Regions from separate parts of the Mus musculus genome. Here region 1 is linked to region 2. Evidence: chromatin contacts called from public ChIA-PET data. All regions are on one chromosome and are shown on one strand. The core of a region is the stretch at or near the end of the contact, and the rest is flanking DNA. Distances in the headings are between cores, read along the strand shown.

The links. ChIA-PET counts read pairs in DNA pulled down with a chosen protein or histone mark.
Region 1: a contact with region 2 is called in an RNA polymerase II ChIA-PET map of memory CD8 T cells, with 26 read pairs. The contact joins two enhancer-like sites. A contact is called at or near these places in 1 of 484 Hi-C or Micro-C datasets (embryonic fibroblasts), 5 of 115 datasets of contacts at active chromatin or transcription factors (embryonic basal ganglia, embryonic forebrain, embryonic stem cells and 2 more) and 1 of 9 other capture datasets (embryonic stem cells).

The regions. Positions count from the first base shown.
Region 1 is chr11:60,302,498-60,307,940 of GRCm38.p6, reverse strand. The region is part of intron 1 of Tom1l2 (target of myb1-like 2 (chicken)); the gene reads left to right. Among named protein-coding and RNA genes, the nearest start is that of Gm38501, 46 kb to the right of the region's middle. Within about 2 kb of position 2,125, at least 95 of the 459 cell types and tissues checked have an H3K27ac peak or open chromatin away from gene starts, as enhancers often do. A contact at or near this core is called in memory CD8 T cells, where this site is marked.
Region 2 is chr11:60,128,056-60,133,299 of GRCm38.p6, reverse strand. All of the region lies in intron 1 of Rai1 (retinoic acid induced 1), which reads right to left. Among named protein-coding and RNA genes, the nearest start is that of 4930412M03Rik, 15 kb to the right of the region's middle. Within about 2 kb of position 2,584, at least 37 of the 459 cell types and tissues checked have an H3K27ac peak or open chromatin away from gene starts, as enhancers often do. A contact at or near this core is called in memory CD8 T cells, where this site is marked.

The DNA of each region.
Region 1 (5,443 bases), core at 876-3,375, 180 kb before region 2:
TAATTAGGAGTTTGCAGTCCATGACTTACTGAGGTGACTTCAGGCAGGGGCTTGCTGAGACTATACTAATTGGAAACTTTTCTTGGTGTTGAGATTTACTTGTTTTTATTTTATGACTATAGATGTTTTGCCTGCATGTTTGTCTGTGCACCACATATGTGTAGTGCCCACACAGGCCAGAAGAGGGCACTAGATCCTCTATAACATATGGTTGTTAGCTACCATGTTGGCACTGGGAATTGAATCCCAGCCCTCTGCAAGAGCAGCTAGTGCTAACAGGCACCAGGCAGTCATCCCTCCTATCCCTAGAAAACTTTTCTTAAGTTGGCTGCTTGCCATGCTTTGGGGTTTTGTGCATTTTGGCTTCTCTCAGAGGCTTTATATGTAATGCATGGAGTGTCCTGAGTTCCACCCTAATTGCTGTGTGCAGGGTAGTTTGGCAGCTGAGTGCAATACAGTGGCTGAGTAATAAATCCACTGGCCTTTACAGCACGTCCATCAGCAAACCACAGGGACCTTGAGCCTGTGTTTTATTCTGGATTGTTTCTCCTTGTTAAATCACCGTTGTTTCAGATGTCAAAACATTGCCATCATAGTCAGCAGCCTTGCCGTGCTGTCCTACATACATAATCACACACTTGCTTTGGCTGCAGCCCTTTTTTGCTGTATAATTGTACACAAAGGCCAGATGTGAGCTATGGCGTAGAGGTGGATGAACTGACCCACCAAAGGCCTTCTAAAAACTATCCTGTTATTCTTGATGACTAGATAGCATTAGTAATTAAAAAAATTCTCTGTGTGTAAATAAAATAAAATGGGTGCTGGAGTGATGGCTCCCAGAGGTCCTGGGTCTGATTCCCAGAATCAACAGAGCAGCTCACAGCTCTATGTAACTCAGTTCCAGTGGATTCGATACCCTCTTCTGGCCTCCTTGGGTACTGCATGCGCATGCTACACAGACATCTGAGTAGGGAAAAATCCATACACATAAAATAATAAAATAAAATTTAAAATTACGGATATATCTTAAAATGAAAGTTTTATCTCTTTTGAGATGAAGTTTTATTACCTTTCCTAGTTCGTCTCTGGTTCTTTGCTCAAATAATCTTCCTACCTGGGATCCCTATAGCTAAGCTTACAGATGCCTGTGTATCGATCAAAGAAATCGTCTTTTTGTTAGAAATTGCCCCTCCTCATACACCCAAACCAAAACAGATGACTGGAGAGATGGCTCAGGGTTGAGAGTGTTCATTGTTCTTCCAGGGGACCTAGGTTCTGTCCCTAGCACTCACATGGCAGCTCACAACCGTCTGTGACCCAGGGGACCCAGTACTCCTTTTCTGGCCTCCATGGGCACCAGGCATGCACATGGTACACATACATACAGTAGTTATATATACATACACATAAAAATAAAATAAAATAATCTTTTTTTTTCTTAAGTAAAAGAAAGAGCCAGGCGTAAGTTGCCTGTTTTAGCCTAAGGTTTTAGAGGTTGTGGGGTTGCCTTCCCGGGGGGGTGGGAGGAGGGCGTTTCGTCTGCACAGGTTTCGTCTGCACAGGTATACCTTTCACATGTTAAACTCTGTGAACTATTTTTTATTTCCACGCACAGCTGCCTGCTCTGGCTTCACCACTTCCCTGTCCCTGACTCAGTCGTCATCCGCACAGTGACCCTTGTGTTCTAGGTAGGGGGTCAGTCACCTTGTGGGTGATGCTGTTGTCCCCATCAGCCTCATGTTTTTGGGCCCAGGGCACATCCCTGGGTTTTGATTTCTAAAACGAGCTGATAATTTCCCACATCCCATTATTGTCTCCCATCTGCAGCCAGCCCTCCGTGAGGTGTGGCTGTAACAACAGGTTAAGTTTTCTAGAGAAGGGAAAGAAGATCAGAGTAAATATTCATGAGTTACTTCGAATTGCAGCTGCACTGAGCTGAACTCTCAAGGCATGTAGAAACCTCTGTGTAAGTTTGCCAGTAATTCCCAAAAAGCTGCTTAAGGGGGCACCAGAATCTCCTGAAGAGTTTCTTTAAAATGTGCACGAAGCCAGGATTGATGGAGAGGGCGCACCATAGAGAATGTAGCCTTTCTCTGTAATGAAAGTGAAACTGCTCAGCAGGTACCCAGTTACTGTTCCTCATTTATTCCATACCGCCCTAGTTTTCTTTCTACTGCAGAGACCACAGAGGAAGGCTACTTACTGGCTTGCTTCCTCTGGCTTGCTCAGCTGTTCTTTTTATATGTAGCACTGCCCTAGTGGGCTGGGCCCTCTCATATTAATTAGCAATCAAGAAAATGTCCCAGAGACGTGTACCACAGAATGCCCACAGGTCAGTTGTGATGGGGGCAACCTCAGTTAAGACTCCTTCAACCCAGGTGGCTCTAGTGTGTGTCAGGCCCTAACCAGTGCACTGATAGAACCTTGGTTCTGTTTGGAGTGGCTTTGCCCAGCTAAGATACTACCTTCTCTGGCTCCCTTGTAGCTAGGAGTGGCCACCTATAAACTCTGGCCTGTAAGCTGAAGACTCCTAGGGGAGCACTCCTTCATAAGTGGACACTCCCCAGCCTTTGTACCCTCTCCCTTCCTGTTTCATGGGCTTTCAGGTAGCAGCCACTGTCTTGTAACCTCAAGTAGATGATGACAGTCACATAGTTCTCAAGTCACTGTACCTTCATGCTACCTGCTTCAAGATTTCTTCTTGTTCCACGAGAAAAATAAACCCCCATCTGCTTAAGCAAATGTTGGTTTTTAATTGCTTGCAGCTGAATGCAATCATAACTGATAAGGTAATGTTTTAATATTTTACAAGGGAGAAATATATTTACATATTGTGTAATTAAAAATGAAAAATAATTTAAATCCCCACAGATTTCTGTGCCCCACATCAGATGCACTGAAATAGAATCTTTGGGCTCAGGATGCACATATCTACATTTTAAACAAACTCTGCAGGCGATTCTGGTATACAAGGAAATGGCAGAATCATTTTCATCCTTGTTAATATTGTGAGTCCCATTTTACAGATGAGATACTGAATCAAGGGAATAAAGCTCCATGCCTATATCCAGGTCAATGCACACATACGTGTGTATGCTTGGAGTAAAGGGCTTAGGGTGAAACCCAGGGTCCTGGGATGCCAGGCATGCATGCTGCTACTGAGGTGCACCCCTTGTGCCCAGTATCCCAGTAACCCCTAAGTGAGGTTTGACTCTGGACCTATCTTGTTCCAAAATATATACCTCCTCACTTCCTTACCCAAGGAAACCTAGCTGCTCAGCATAGTCAAACCGTTTCTGAAGGGATCCTCTAAAGTGGAAGGTCCTGTCTCCGTATAATAGGCTGCTAGCACTGTCCAGGGACCGCATCACTGCCCTGGCTGACCTGGGAATGAGTGCTGCCTGTTCTCATGAGTTCTTGGTTTTCCTTTCTACTTTTGAAACAAAAATGTATTGAAATTTCATTTTCTCCATAGGTTTTCTTGGGTTAGAAATGACTTAGAAATGATTATAAGTCTTATCCAGGTAAGGTAAGTAGGGTAATTGTAGTCTTTAAAAGTGTAGAAAGCATAGAGCCCGTAATTAGTACGCACAGTGTTCATATTAGACCTGACCGGCCATTGAGGAGTGATAGATTTTTAATTAATTAATTAAATCTTGTTTCTCTGTGTAGTCCTGGCTGTCCTGGAACTCACTCTGTAGACCTGGCTGGCCTTGAACTTTCTCCTGCTTCTGCCTTCCCAGTGTTGGGGTTAAAGATGTGTGCCACAACACCTGGCTTACAGTCATTCATATATCATGGATTAATAAATGAACAGTAAAGTACATATTAGGTTCAGGTAGATATGTATGCATTTGAGGTCAGCCTAGTCTATATAGTGAGTTCCAAGTCAGCCAAGGCTTCATAGTGACACTGTCTCGAAAACAAAACAAAATAACTATAATTCCAGGCTCATGGTCATCTTTGCTTTATTTTCATTGGAAGTAAATGATTATTAAAAAAACAGAACAAACAAACAAACAAAAAACCTTAAGTTTCCCCCCCCCTTTTTTTTTTTGACTTGTACCATCACAGAGAGAGGCAGGGAGGGTGGCCCAGGGCAGTGAGGCAGCAACACTTGCCACAGAAAGTTTTCCTGGCACGTTGAGGAGCTCCTTGCAAGAGAATACTGAGAGGGCTATTATCTCAGACAAGTGATGGAATTAGTTGGTGCAGGCCCGCATGAGCCCTTGAGTATTGTTGGCAGGGTCTGGTGGGTATTGCTGGCAGGAGGAGGTGCTCCTGTCTTTTTCTTCCCCTGCCAAGTGTGTAGTTGTGTTGCTATAGATGCCTGGATTCCCCTTTTCATCACTCTTGCAAGTCTTTGATTTGCTGGTTCCCTAGCACCACCTCAACCAATTTGGGGTGGGAGTTGTTAGAAAAATGAGCTAAATAAAGCTTATGCGTTCACAGGTCTGGTGCATTGAAGGTAGCTCAGCAGAATGACTGCCTGATGGGTAGCATATAACAGCCTTGTCTTCTAGGGCCTTGAGAAGAACAGCATGGGCTCAGATCAGAGCATCCAAGTGAGACCCACTCTCCTGCCTTCCCTGAATACAGGCATGGAGTCAGGGCAGCTCTCTGTGCTGGGGGTCTTCACAAATGCACAGAACTAAGCTTTTCCTAGAGAGCTGCTGCACATCAAGGTAACAACTTCACCTTAGGCCTGGCCACTGTCTTGCTATTCGTGAGCATCCATATTATTTTTAACATTCCTGTTAGTAGCTACCGTGGTTTGGTTTGAGTGAAGAACCTGTTGAGAAGGTGTGTAGAATTGTGTGTGAGAGCTTTTCTAGAAAAGTCTACCAGATTCTCAGACATCTTATTTAAGAAGAGTTAAACAAAGTGCTGGTCTGTATACCGGGCACTGTCTATGGGGATCCAAGGAGCTCTGGCCCTGGCCAGAGCAGCCAAAGAGTTGCAGCTCTCTGAGAGGAAGCCAGAGCAAGGCAGGCTGCAGGGCCTCTTCCACAGCTGCTGCTGTGAAGTTGATGGCAGTCAGGTGTCGTGTCAGGATGCAGTAGGCAACTAGGGGCAAAGGTTGGAGCTACGGAGGAGGAAGTGGCTGCCGTAGGCTCCAGCACTCTGCTGGTTGGGTCAGGTTAAGATCCAGATGAAAGATTCAAGAGAGAACCCTCTTCCCTGGAGTGTTACAGCTCGATCGGTAAGACAGGCACTCAGACAATCTTTGGTGAAATAACTTGTGCACCTTATTCCTTGAGGATAGGGCCTTATAAACGTGTTGGGGTGGGGTGGGATCTAGAGGCAGATGCTTTCTATTGCCTTGGTCTGAGATGTCAGGGATGCCTTATCTGCATGGGGAAGGACTGCAGGTGTTGTCCCTAAGAGACTGATTGTAACAGTCCTCTCCGTGGGGTGTCATGGTCACATGTTTCAGAACAGG
Region 2 (5,244 bases), core at 1,335-3,834:
GCTGGGCTGCCATAACAGCTGCCCCTCACCTGGATACTGTCAGTCAACCCCAGGTGCCCAAGAATGGGTACAATGTGAGTGCCTACCTCTGCCTCTCTTTCAGGGCCCAAGGAACGGAGGAAAACCAGCAAGTCTGGGATGCTAGACCAGGCCCTGGCCATGCTTCTTGAGGCCTGACAGCAGTCACAGACTTTTTATCTTTTGATAGGGGGAGGACTTGGAAAGAACTAAAAAGATGGTACAGCCAAACTCATAAGAGTGCGAGAGGCCTGGGCCCAGCCATGTCAAACAGTGGTAGGCTGCAAACAGAAGCCTCAAAGTGGAAACACTCTGATACACAGAGATACGGGAAGGAGTCTACCTATATTCAACACATAAAAATATTTTTAAAAAACTGTAGTAGCATGATGGCAAACCCCTATAATCTCAGCACTCAGGAGAACTGCTACAAGTCTGAGGCCAGCCTGGACTAGAAAGTGACTCTGTAAATAAGCAAAATAATTATGACATGTTGCAAGTTCAGGACATGTAGACTCCTCTAATGTAAGGAAGGGTGCACTGGTATACATGCACAGGTGTCAACCATCTGACTTCACTCTGCCACTCCCAGGATCAGGACTCCTTGACTTCTGGCCATCTCTGGATAGCTCAGGACCTCTAGCCTCCTTTGATGTATGGTGACAGGCATGCTACCCATGGACTTCTCTTGGCCCCAGGGCAGTGAGGACTTTGGGAGACTGAGAGGACAAGGAGAAGGTGAAGAACCCCCACAGAGCCTACCAAGAATAGCTATTCAGCTTCTCTGAAGGACTGGGTGAATCTGGGACTAGGCCAGGGAGCTCTCTGAACCTACAGAGATATTAGATTACCTCTGGGAAAGAGAGATGGATGTTCCAATCAAAACTGATCCTGATGCAGCCTGTCGTGTCAGCCCTCAGAATGCAGAGGCAGGATTGCCAGTTCTAGGTCAGTCTAGGCTAAACTACAAGACCATATTGGAAGCAACCAAATAACAAACACAGAAACCTGACCCTTGGTTTGGCATGTTCAAGGTCCTAGGTTCAGTTCCCAGAACTAGTAGAAGAATCTGTCCCCAGAAGGTCAGAGTCCCTGAAAAGGACTATCATAGTCAGCTATGTGGATACCTACCACAAATCTGGGAAGAGAAGAAAGACCAGGAAGAATGTCTGTTCTAGTTTCCTGCCCAGCTTAGGTTTCTCTCAGAATCCCCTGCATTAGTTTATATGGTTGTATCAAAGAAAAGGCCAGTGAGATGGCTCCGCAAGTAAAGGTGCCTGGTACCAAACCTGATGACCTGGGTTCAATCCAGGACTCACAAGATAGAAAGAGAGAACCCATTCTGCCATGATACAAGTGTGGTATTTTTTTTTTAAAGGAGGAGGAACATGCAGAGCAGGATGCCCATTCTGCAAGACATCCCACATAAGACTGACTTCACAGCCATCTTTTGAGTCATATGTCCAGAGTCATCTGGAGCAACCAGAAACTGCAGCTTGGAGAACAGACATAGGCCTGGATGCCTCTACACAGCAGTAGAAAAGTAACTAAGACACCTATCAATTGTGTGAGGAGGACTGGAGAGATGGCTCAGCAGTTAAGAACATTGACTCCTCTTCCAAAAGTCCTGAGTTCAATTCCCAGCAACCACATGGTAGCCCACAACCATTTGTAATGGGATTGGATGCCCTCTTCTGGTGTGTCTGGAGAAAGTGACAGTGTACACACATACACAAAATAAATGAATCCTTTACAAACAAATTGTGTGAGGAAATAGAAACATGATCCTTCTGTGGCCTTTGAGAAGTGTTAGGTTTGATTTGATCACTGGAATAGAAGTCTCCTGATGGCTTTATAGAGAGAGGAGAAAGAGCAGAGTCAGAGATACTCACACTGCCATCATGGTGTGGTGCACCAGGGCCTGTGCTATGCTGGTTGGGCCCTATACTTCCAAAACTGTATGCCCAAAACAAACCTCTGTTGAAGTGACCTATCTCGAGTACATGTTATAGTAATGAAGAGTTAATATAATTCTCCAAATATGTCAGTGTGGAAACTGAAGTTCATTATGTTTCTAAGCCTTAGTTTCTTTTCCTTTAAAATGGGAAGAGCATCAGGGAATTCATCATGTAAAGGATGAATAGAAATTCATCTTCATGAAGTTTGCCATGACATGTCACTCCTGACAATAGTCATTTCCTCCTGCTCTGTGAGGTCTGAGTCTTCCATCTGAGCTCAGTATGGAATTCCAGTTTCCTGGTGATGCTCTGAAGACTGAATGTGGAAACTCTGCTTCACTGTGCTTTCAGATCAAAAGCTCCTATACTTGGTGCCATGAGGAAGTGACCACCAATACATGCCCTGGGCTACAGTGTCTGTCTTTTCATGACCTCCGAATGGCATTCGAGGGGCCCTTTGATCAGGCCAGAAACTAGGGTTCAAAGGGGCTCAAGCTGAGAAAGGTGGCAGCCAGGGTGAGATTCTACCTCCAAATAAGGAAGAGCCTGCTTACAGGCAGAGCTGCCCAGAAATGGAAGGTGCAAGCAGCAACTGTGGTGTGAGTGGCCTGTGGAGGAAGCCATGTAAGCGGAGGAAGCCGCAGCTGCAGCTGCCGTAGCTGGGGCACTCACTACCAGAGACTGCTGGCAGCCAGGGTCTTGGGACTCCACCACAGCCACATGGGCAGGAGTGTATTCCAGGAGGCCAGAGCTGGGCCAGAGCAAGCGCTACTGCTCCAGGATCCCACACAGCAGGGCTGGGTGAAAAGCCCCGCTCCTCCTCAGCGTGTAAAATAGTTATTTTTCTAGAGGAATACCTACTTTTAATTTTTAAAGAGGGGGTAAGTAGTAAGTACACAAAGCTGAAAGAAAACAAACGTTCCCAGCTTCCTTCACTCTATGAATTTCTGTAAATTCTTTCTGATTTCTTCTATATGCTTCAATTTGAGCTAGAAATTTCCATCACTAAAGTATCTTCAACTATGACGTTGTTCACATATTCGAAGCCTCCCTTTGAGAGCTGAGATGTAACAGTGAAAGAACACATTGTGCAGTTTCCATGAGACTCTGGGTTTGATCTCCAACATGTGAATTAGAATTCACAAGTCAAGAGGGGTTTGGTTCGTCCAGAGTTGCCCAACTGGTCCTACCATCTCATTTCAGAATGCGGTCCTGGTCCTCATGGTAATCCAGGCCTTCTCCCTCCCTCCCGAGCCACACCAAGGTCACCCGCACTTGTCTGTTCTGGACCTTTTCCTCCTTTTGTCTTTGATGGAATTTCTTTTTTTAAAACCTTATATAGTGACAAAAAATATGAATAAAGCTAGGGCATATTAATGCAGAGTCAGATACACTTGCACTCATTAATTTTAACCCCTTATTTTTAAAAATGTTTTTATTCATTCTTTGAGGATTTCTTAAACGTGTTTTAATCATATCCATCCCATTTATCCTCTTAATTCTAAGAATCCTCCCTATCCTTCTGACTCATTACCAGTACTCGGTGGGTTGTTATTGTTTTTAAATAGGCAAATGTGTGCTGGCCATATATACTCATAGATGTGGAGCCATACACTGGAGCTTGGGTGACCCTTAAAGAAAACTCAGTCTCCTTTCTCCTGGAGCCACTGTCAGTATCTCCTCAGTTGGGATTGAGGGCTCCTAAGTTCTTCCCCTTCCATACTAGAGTAATAACTGGCTTGATCTTGTGGAGGTATTATGCAGGCCACCAAGGCTGCTATGAGGTCACAAGTACAACCATCCTATCCTGTTTTCCCAGACATTTCTATGGCCTTTCACATCCAGCACTGGCTGGTTGGTTGACTGGAGATGTTTGAGACAGAATCTCACTATGAATCAATCCCTAGCTGGCCTAGAACCCAAAGATCAGCCTGCCTCCCAAGTGCTGGGATTAAAGGCAAGTGCCACCACTGCCTGGCTCCCCATCTCTCATAAAACTTAAAAGCAGGCTCCCTTATGTGCTAAGTAATCTGCATGTAGGGTGCTCACGTACAAATACTGAACTTGGAATGACATTCTAAGTCCACTTGCCTCCCCTCTTCCCATTCTCGGTCAGTCCCCCTGCTCTGGCCACACTGGCCTCCTTGTGGCGCCTCATGCACACCCGTGTAACCTCTCAGGGTCTTTGTGCTGGCTCCCCTTCTCCTGGAGCACCCTTGTAACTGCTCTGCTTTTACAGGTCTGCTTTCTTTTTCTTTCCATCACTCACCACTCAACACATTTGTCTGCTGCCTTCTCTCCAGCTGAAATGGAAGTCCTAGGGAGCACTATCCTATGATAGGAAGTCCTAGGGAGCACTATCCTATGATAGGAAGTCCTAGGGAGCACTATCCTATGATAGGAAGTCCTAGGGAGCACTATCCCACTCACTGATGTCCTTAGCACCTTAGCACAGAGTTGCAGCTCAGCTAGGTAACTGGAGTTTCCAATAAAATATGCAACACAATAGACGCCCATGAAAAATCCAAGCATGAAGACACTGACCCCGACAGTCCTGCTCCTGCAGACACATGCAGCTCCAGCCACAATCTGCATTATTAGTTAAGATGGCCTTTTTGAGTCAGGAGAGGTCACATAAAGTCCAAATGTCATTTCTATAGAAAGCATGGATGTGATCACACGGGGCTATACACCTACAAGACCACCATCAGCAGGCCTTCAAAGGGCAGCCTGGGAGACAGTGAATTTCAGGGAAACCCATGTTTCCCCTATTGCTACTGCTGCCTGATGTAGCCCACTAGCCCCATTCTCCAGTCCTATATGCCCTCCAACTGCTGTGCCTTTCCAGGAATACTAAGCTCTTCGGCCACAAGTAGCAGTCACTCATCATCCCATGGTTTCAAGGGTTAGGCCTGAGAACCATGGTTCTGTGTGTGCTCAATAAGAGAGGGTGGATTACAGGTCCCCTCCATCCCAGCCTGACCTCTGGCAGAGCCTAGCTGCAGCTCTTAGCTGTGTGGGAATCAGTTACATCTACATAGGGGCTAGGAGGGAGGAAGGGTCTGATTTGGTTCACACAAGATGCCTATGGGTGCTTGTTAGTCCCGTACTATGCATCAGGTACAAAGATGCTTAACCTGGAAATGTGTGGCAGTGGGGAACCAGACCAGGACAGGGGCTGGAGCCCAGATGAGCTCTACTCATTATAGGGTAGGAGGGCCTCCTTTCAGCCCAGGGCTCCCTGTCCCAGGCCTCTCAGGCCCCTCCC